2 separate regions of the Mus musculus genome follow, and region 1 is linked to region 2. The links are chromatin contacts, called in public HiChIP or PLAC-seq maps. All regions are on one chromosome and are shown on one strand. Each heading gives the region's core, a stretch centred on a gene start, on an enhancer-like site or on the middle of the called end of the contact. The rest is flanking DNA. Distances are from core to core; before and after follow the strand shown. Region 1 overlaps Npcd (neuronal pentraxin chromo domain). Region 2 overlaps Csnk1e (casein kinase 1, epsilon).

Region 1 (3,684 bases), core at 258-2,757, 380 kb before region 2:
TTTCCTGCTTTTCAAACCCAGGCACCATTAAGAGCCGTGTTCAGAACTCATGTGGCTTGAGGGGAATCTGCTGGTCACCTACCATCAGGTCTCAGTGTTCCTTTACCTTGAAGGAAAACAGGTCGCCCAGGCAAACTGCGTTATCTGGGAGGGTGGAAAGTGGCCGTGGCTAAGAAGACACACCTTCCACATCTATGTTCAGATGTGGCTGCTCCTGGCATCTGGTTTGATGTCCCAGCTTCTTGGGCACCACCAGTTAACACTGCCCAACACCAGCACAAACAGCTTGAAGATAGTAGAGAAACAGGCTGGAGTCCCTGCCCTCTGTCACCTCAGCCAGGCTGGGCCTGGCCATGCTTTGTTCTTAACCTGGAATAAGGGGGCAGGGCTTCCTCCTTAAAGATGGCAAACATGGGCGGAGCAGAGTTCATAAGCATTGACCTAATAAGTTGAACTACCCAGCACACTGCTTCTTTGACACCCAGAGAAGTCCCAGCTCCTGCCAGACAGATTCCTGAGAGATAGCCCCAAACCCAGCCCCAGCCAGCCCTACTAAACCATCTGTCCTGCCACAACAGAGTCCCTGGAGCCAGACTGCCTAGCTGTGTGGGACCCATGACATATCTCTTGCCTGTTAGGTGTCTTCATTTCCCCCATCTACAAAATGGAGATAGCTCACTCTGTGAAGTGCCTGCCTCGAAAGTATGTTCACCAACACCCCCAACACCTACAAAAAGCCAGGCATGGTGGCACATGACTGTAACCCCGGGTCTGTGCTGGGGCAATGGCAGAGAGAGGCAGGTCCCTGCAGTTTATTGGCCAGCTGGCCTTGCTGATTTTCCAAGCTCCAGGGTCAGTGAGAGACCCTGTATCAAAACACGAAAGCGGAGCAAGCTGGCTCAGCGGGTTAAGGCAGTAGCTGGCAAGCTAGACAGCCTGAGTTTGATCCCCGGGCTCCTCATGGGGGAAAGGACAGAACCAACTCCTGCAAGTTGTCCTTTGACTATGTACACATGTGCACACACAAATAAATGGATGTAATTTACAAACAAATAGATAAAAGTGGCGAACAGTCCAGGAGACACCAGATGATGGTGACTGGCTTCCGCGCACATACACACAACTGCACACATGTGCACACTAACAGGTATGCATCCCCTCCCCATAAACAGAACACAGTAGGAAAGCACACTGACGGCCCTTTCTTCATGGGGTTGCTGGGAGCCAGACTCTGACTGTGCACTTGAGTCTTCCATTAATCCCATGGTGCAGCCGTTGAAGCTGGAGAGAGGTTGAGCCACCTGCTCTGGTGGTGACAGCCTTATTAAGTTGTACAGCTGGGATGAATGTCAAAAGGCTTACTTCAGAGCGCTGGCTCTCAAATCCTCTGTTCTACCTCAATTCGAGCCCCTGGGGTCCCACATTCAAAATCTAGCTCCCCACCACATGTGGTCCCCCAAGGCTATGTGACTCACCCCCTTTCCCTAGGAAGCCCAAACCTTATTCCTGCCTGTGACTCACTCCTTCCCAGCCAGCCACGAGCCATGAGCGGCTGTGACTAAGTGACCCCTGCATGGAAATGTCACTCTGATCTATCATTTCCTCTGCAACCTGCTGCCCCCTTCCAGTCCAGACCTCCCGTGGATGTCCTGTGCCTGTTCGAGAGTGTAGACTCCCATGGGGCAGGGCAAAATATGCTTACTTCTCATGCCTTGACTCCACGTGGCTACAGAGCTAAGGGGCCATAGATGAGGTGGGAGGTTAGTGGGGTGGTGCCTTCTTAGGGACAGCTAATGTCACCGTTTTTTCCAAACCCTAACTCCCAGGAAGAACCGAGTGCATGGCAGGGGTTGATGGAAATTTGGAAGCGAGGGAACATGGCTGAAATGTTTTGTCCCTCGAGTCAGGGATGGGTTCCTTAGGGCTCAACTGAGACTCCCAATATTTGGGGGTCACTAAGGAAAATGTGTTTTCGGGCCCCAAGGTGAACCCTGGAGAACATGGCTGGTTCGAGGCTGGAGAGATGGCTTAGTGATGGAGGTTAACTGCTTTTGCAAAGGACCCTGGTTCAGTTCCCAGCACTCACCTGGTGGTTCACAATGGTCTGTAACTCCCATTCCAGCAGATCTGATGCCCTCTTGCGGTCTCCATGCAAGGACACTGTATGCATGTAGTGCATATAAATTGACATAGGCACACGTGTATACATAAATCTAAATTAAAAAGACTTTTGGTTTTTCAAGACAGGGTTTCTCTGTGTAGCTTTGGCTGTCCTGGAACTCACTCTGTAGACCAGGCTGGCCTTAAACTCCGAAATCCACCTGCCTCTGCCACTCTGGAGAATCAAGCCAGATGGCATTCCCCATCCACCCTCCCCCTGACCCCAAACTCCTATGCTGGAGAATGCAGAGGCCACTGGTGAAGGGCAGGGCAGTTTGTAAGGGGAGCAGCCCTGAGCCCACACAAGTCAGTCTCTCCCTCTCCCTCTCCCTCTCCCTCTCCCTCTCCCTCTCCCTCTCCCTCTCCCTCTCCCTCTCCCTCTCCCTCTCCCTCTCCCTCTCCCTCTCCCTCTCCCTCTCCCTCTCCCTCTCCCTCTCCCTCTCCCTCTCCCTCTCCCTCTCCCTCTCCCTCTCCCTCTCCCTCTCCCTCTCCCTCTCCCTCTCCCTCTCCTTCTTCTCCATCTCCCTCCCCCTCTCCTTCTTCTCCATCTTCCTCTCCCTCTCCTTCTCCATCTTCCTCTCCCTCTCTCTCTCCTTCTCCATCTTCCTCTCTCTCTCCTTCTCCATCTTCCTCTCCCTCCCCCTTTCTCCCCTGTCTCAAAAGAAGGTAGAGACCATCTTAGTAAAACCCAGAGGACACAAACACATTGAGATTGCATCATCAGTGGGAAAGATGGGTAAACTGACTGGCCTAAAGAGGTAGCCACTGAGCAAGAATGAAGCCATTGGTGCCTACCATGGTCTAGCGCAGGTCTTCATGGGTGTCTAAAGATACTCTTTTGTTTTGTTGAGAAAGGGTATCACTATGTAACTCTGTCTGGCCTGGAATTCACTGTGTAAACCAGACTGGCCTCGAACTCACAGATAGTTACCTGACTCTGCCTTCCAAATGCTGGGATTAAAAGTATGCACCGCCATGCCCAGCTTCTACGCTGCTGCTGCTGCTGCTTCTCCTCCTCTTCTTCTTCTTCCTCCTCCTCTTCCTCCTCCTCCTCTTCTTCTTGGTTTCCAAGACAGGGTTTCTCTGTGTAGTCCTCGCTGTCCTGGAACTAACACTGCAGACCAGTGTGGCCTTGAATTCATAAAGAGATCTGCCTGCCTCTCAGGTGCTGAGATTAAAAGCATGTGCCCCCGCCACCAGGCTCTCTGGGTAGTCTTTTTTTTTTAAGATTTATTTGTTTGTTTGTTTGTTTGTTTGTTTATATGAGTACTCTGTAGCTGTCTTTAGACACACCAGAAGAGGGCATCAGATCCCATTACAGATGGTTGTGAGCCACAATGTGGTTGCTGGGAATTGAACTTAGGACCTCTGGGAGAACAGTCAGTGCTCTTAACCACTGAGCCATCTCTCCAGCCATGTCCTCAAATCCTGCTCCAGGCACTGGACTCAGGCTGGCCAGATGAGGCAGTTGTCTGGCTACTGCCTAGAGACACAGACTATCCCAGCAGCATGGGTTCCATTGTG
Region 2 (3,464 bases), core at 372-2,871:
ACTCACCGAGGCCAGTGTCCCTTGTTCCTGAGGTCTGCCTCCCTAGGGGGAGGACTTCCTGTTTATCTGTGGTCTCTATGATGCTAATTCCCTGGTGCAGATTTACTCCAGTTTGTGTCAGCTCTGGAATGAATTGACCCTGGGTCTTTCCTTTTGCTGGCTGGAAGCTCTGGTTCCCTGCCAGCCTTGACTTCCCCATCCCCAGCGTTGTGAGTAGGGCTGCCCGCCCTGCGTGAACCCCTTGCCTTGCCTGTGTGGGAACAGAGGTGATGGAAGGTCCCTCTGTGACCGGCCTCGCTGGCACACTTTGTTCAGAGTGCCGGCCACATTCTCATCATGGTGTTGGGCCAGGGCCTGACTCCAGATGGCCTCTACAGGTGGGGCCAGGCTGGGCTTCCACATCTAGCTTTCCAGGACTGACCTCGAGGAAGTCTTGGAATGAGAGCTTTGTGGAGTGGTTGTGAGCCCCTCAGCCCACCTTCCTGTCCCTCTGTCTCCCTCCCTTTAGGGTCTAAGGTGCATCCTGCAAGAGCTCTTTAGATCTGTTCAAATGGAGGGAGCCTCTGAGCTTCAACCCTACCAGGGGTAGGGAGCGGGTGGTTATAGAGATGATCTTTAGTTTGTTTGAGACAGGGTCTCACTGAGTAGTCCTGGCTGGCCTGGAACTCACTCTATAGACCAGGGTGGCCTTGAATTCAGAGATCCAACTGTCTCTGCCTCCCCTGTTCTGGGATTAAAGGTGTGTGTTACCATGCACAGACTTCACTTTCGATATGGATGTCAAAGTTGCTGCTGCTCTTGGTGCTAGGGTGGATGGGCTCAGCACAGCCCTTCCCGAGTCTCTGTTCTGCATAGGTGGCCACAGCTAGCCAAAGGGGCTGCTCACCCCCTCCCTCTCTCCCTGTAGCTCCTCTCTAGGTTTCTAGACCCATCTGGAGCCAACCAGCCTCACACTTTCTCCATGTTCAACACTGTTTTGGGGACCAGTCGGCTCCTCCATTTTGGTGCAGTGTGGAACTGTGGGCCAAGAAGCAGGCCATTCTTTCTAGCTTCCAAGCCCATGCATATGTCACCCCCTCCTCGAGGCACCCACACCTGCCGTTTGCCTCTGTGGTTGCCCTTTTCTCTGTCACCCCCCACAGAAGGTGGACAGAGCTTCGGGACGACCCTAGCAGACCCAGTGTGGCCTGCAGCCTACGTTAATAGTGCGCTTGGGAACTGGAAGGGAGGAAGCGACAGAGGCGTTGGGAGACGGTTGTAATCCTGGCTCTGCTCCAGCCAGTTCTGTCTGGCCCAGGCCAGCCTCTTAGCCTCACTGCACCTTTTCTTAGTGCTTGGCAGGATTAGGGGAAGTCAGAGAAAGGCTGGCTACCTCCTGATAGATAGTAATCAGACTGCCAAAAGCCAGCTGGTGTGGCAGTGGGTGGAGACGGAGCAGTGGCCCTTGTCTGGGGGTCAGAAGGCTTTGACTAATCACTTAGGTCCCAGGCCGCTGGCTTGGGAAGTTGTGTGGCATATGGTCATCCCACCTTTGTGTTGGGTTTTCCCTGTGTCAAATAGAGACTGCCTGTAACACTGGCAGAGTGGCCTCAGTTCAAAGGAATGAAGAGCCCCGCCTCTGCTCCCTGTGTCTGCTGAGTCATCAGTGACCCTAGGGGTCATCCCTGCCCTCTGCCTGGCCGTGGCACCCTGCTGTGGCCACCCAGGCTTTCCTTTACTTTCCAAGTCCCCTCCATGCCTTTCTTACACACTGTTGATTGGGGGGGGGGGCTTTTGTCTCTGGGAGGGCATTTGGCAAGTTCTGAAGACATTTCTGGTTATGACAACATGAGGTGGGTGGTTGCGCCCATGGCGTCCAGTGGGTAGAGGTCAAGGATGTTGTCAGACCCCGGACAGTTCAGAAAGAGTTGAACCTCAGATAAGCCAGGGCGGTCAGGGACTGAGAACTCCGTCACCACATCACATCATTCCATCTCTGGCTGGGACAGGTCACTCGTCGGCTCTCCCAGTGGACTGCTCGCAGTGCGCTGGGGTTCTGCTGAGCTCCCCTCTGTCATGAACAGCCCCAGAAGCTAAGCTCAGCTAGCAGTTTGCAGCAGTCATCTGGCCTCAAAAGTAGGAGATCAGAGCCATCTCTAATGGAGAGGGATTGAGGAAAACTCCCAGCATCAACGCTGGCTTCTGTATAGATGTATACATAAGTGCACGTACATATACACACAATGACGATGACGCCTCCGCCATCGATGTCCCATGGCTAGGAGATGGTAGGATCAGCAGCTTGGCTCTATAGCAGACAGGCTCATGGTATACAGCCAGATTGGCTTCAAACTCACTGTCCTCCAGTCTCAGCCTCCAAAGTGCTGGGATTATAAGTGTCACAGTCACACTCACTGCATTCTCCTGCTTTTGATGCCCATGGCAAGGGAGGGAACCACAGGACTCCAGGTCACTCTAGGTCCTTTTTTGTGCCATATCCTATGAGCCCCCCAGATGGATCGATGATTGTCGATGTGTTCAAAGCATGGGAGCTGGGAGGAAAATGAAGGGCTTGCCCCACAAACCTGAGTGCCTGGGCAAGCCTGTGCCCTGCTCACACATAGCTTTTAAAAAAAAAGAAGCTGGGCCTGGAGCCTCAAACTTGTAATCCCAGCATTGGGGATGCAGAGGCAGAGATGGGACCCCTGGGGCCTGCTGACCAGTCAGTCTAGCTGATTGGACAAGCTCCAAGTTCAGTGAGAGACCCTGTCTCCAAAGATTTACTCTTTATTTTGTGTGTGGGTGTGTCTTGCCTGCCCGTGTGCCATGCACTGTGTGTGTGTGTGCTGTGCTTGTGTTAGATCTCCTAGAACTGAAGTTTCCGGTGGTTGCGAGCTGCCACATGGGTGCTGGGAACCAAACCAGGGGCTTCTGGAAGAGCAGCTGAGCCATCTTTCTGGCCTCTGTCTTAAAAAATGAGGCAGAGAGTAGTTGAGGAAAACTTTCCAACATCTCTGGTGCATGTGTGTGCGCGCGCGCACACACACACACACACACACACACACACACACACACACACACTAATAATAGTAATAATAAACTTTTTTGTTTGTTTGTTTTATTTGTTTTCGAGACAGGGTTTCTCTGTATAGCCCTGGCTGTCCTGGAACTTACTCTGTAGACCAGGCTAGCCTTGAACTCAGAAATCTGCCTGCCTCTGCCTCCCAAGTGCTGGGATTAAAGGCACACATGTGCCTTCACTGCCTAGCAAACTTTGAAATTTTAAAGTAGTTTGTAAACCAGTCCCCAGTTGCTACCTGGATTTAGTCATCTGATCTGATTTTCTTTTAGGTAGCTCAGAAATCAAAGCACATTTGCAAACGTTAGGATAGTGTAAGTAAAAGAACGCAGAAGAGCACATAACGAGTGCTTTTATGTCACTGACATGTCCAGACTAGGCAAGACCATAGCAGAAAGTAGTTGTG

Evidence for each region. HiChIP or PLAC-seq counts read pairs in DNA pulled down with a chosen protein or histone mark.
Region 1: a contact with region 2 is called in a FOXA1 HiChIP or PLAC-seq map of pancreatic cancer cells. The contact joins two enhancer-like sites. A contact is called at or near these places in 1 of 115 datasets of contacts at active chromatin or transcription factors (pancreatic cancer cells) and 1 of 9 other capture datasets (liver).

What each region holds. Positions count from the first base shown.
Region 1 is chr15:79,811,699-79,815,382 of GRCm38.p6, reverse strand. All of the region lies in intron 5 of Npcd (neuronal pentraxin chromo domain), which reads left to right. Among named protein-coding and RNA genes, the nearest start is that of Nptxr, 8.8 kb to the right of the region's middle. Within about 2 kb of position 1,507, at least 25 of the 459 cell types and tissues checked have an H3K27ac peak or open chromatin away from gene starts, as enhancers often do. A contact at or near this core is called in pancreatic cancer cells, where this site is marked.
Region 2 is chr15:79,433,423-79,436,886 of GRCm38.p6, reverse strand. All of the region lies in intron 2 of Csnk1e (casein kinase 1, epsilon), which reads left to right. Among named protein-coding and RNA genes, the nearest start is that of Csnk1e, 6.9 kb to the left of the region's middle. Within about 2 kb of position 1,621, at least 112 of the 459 cell types and tissues checked have an H3K27ac peak or open chromatin away from gene starts, as enhancers often do. A contact at or near this core is called in pancreatic cancer cells, where this site is marked.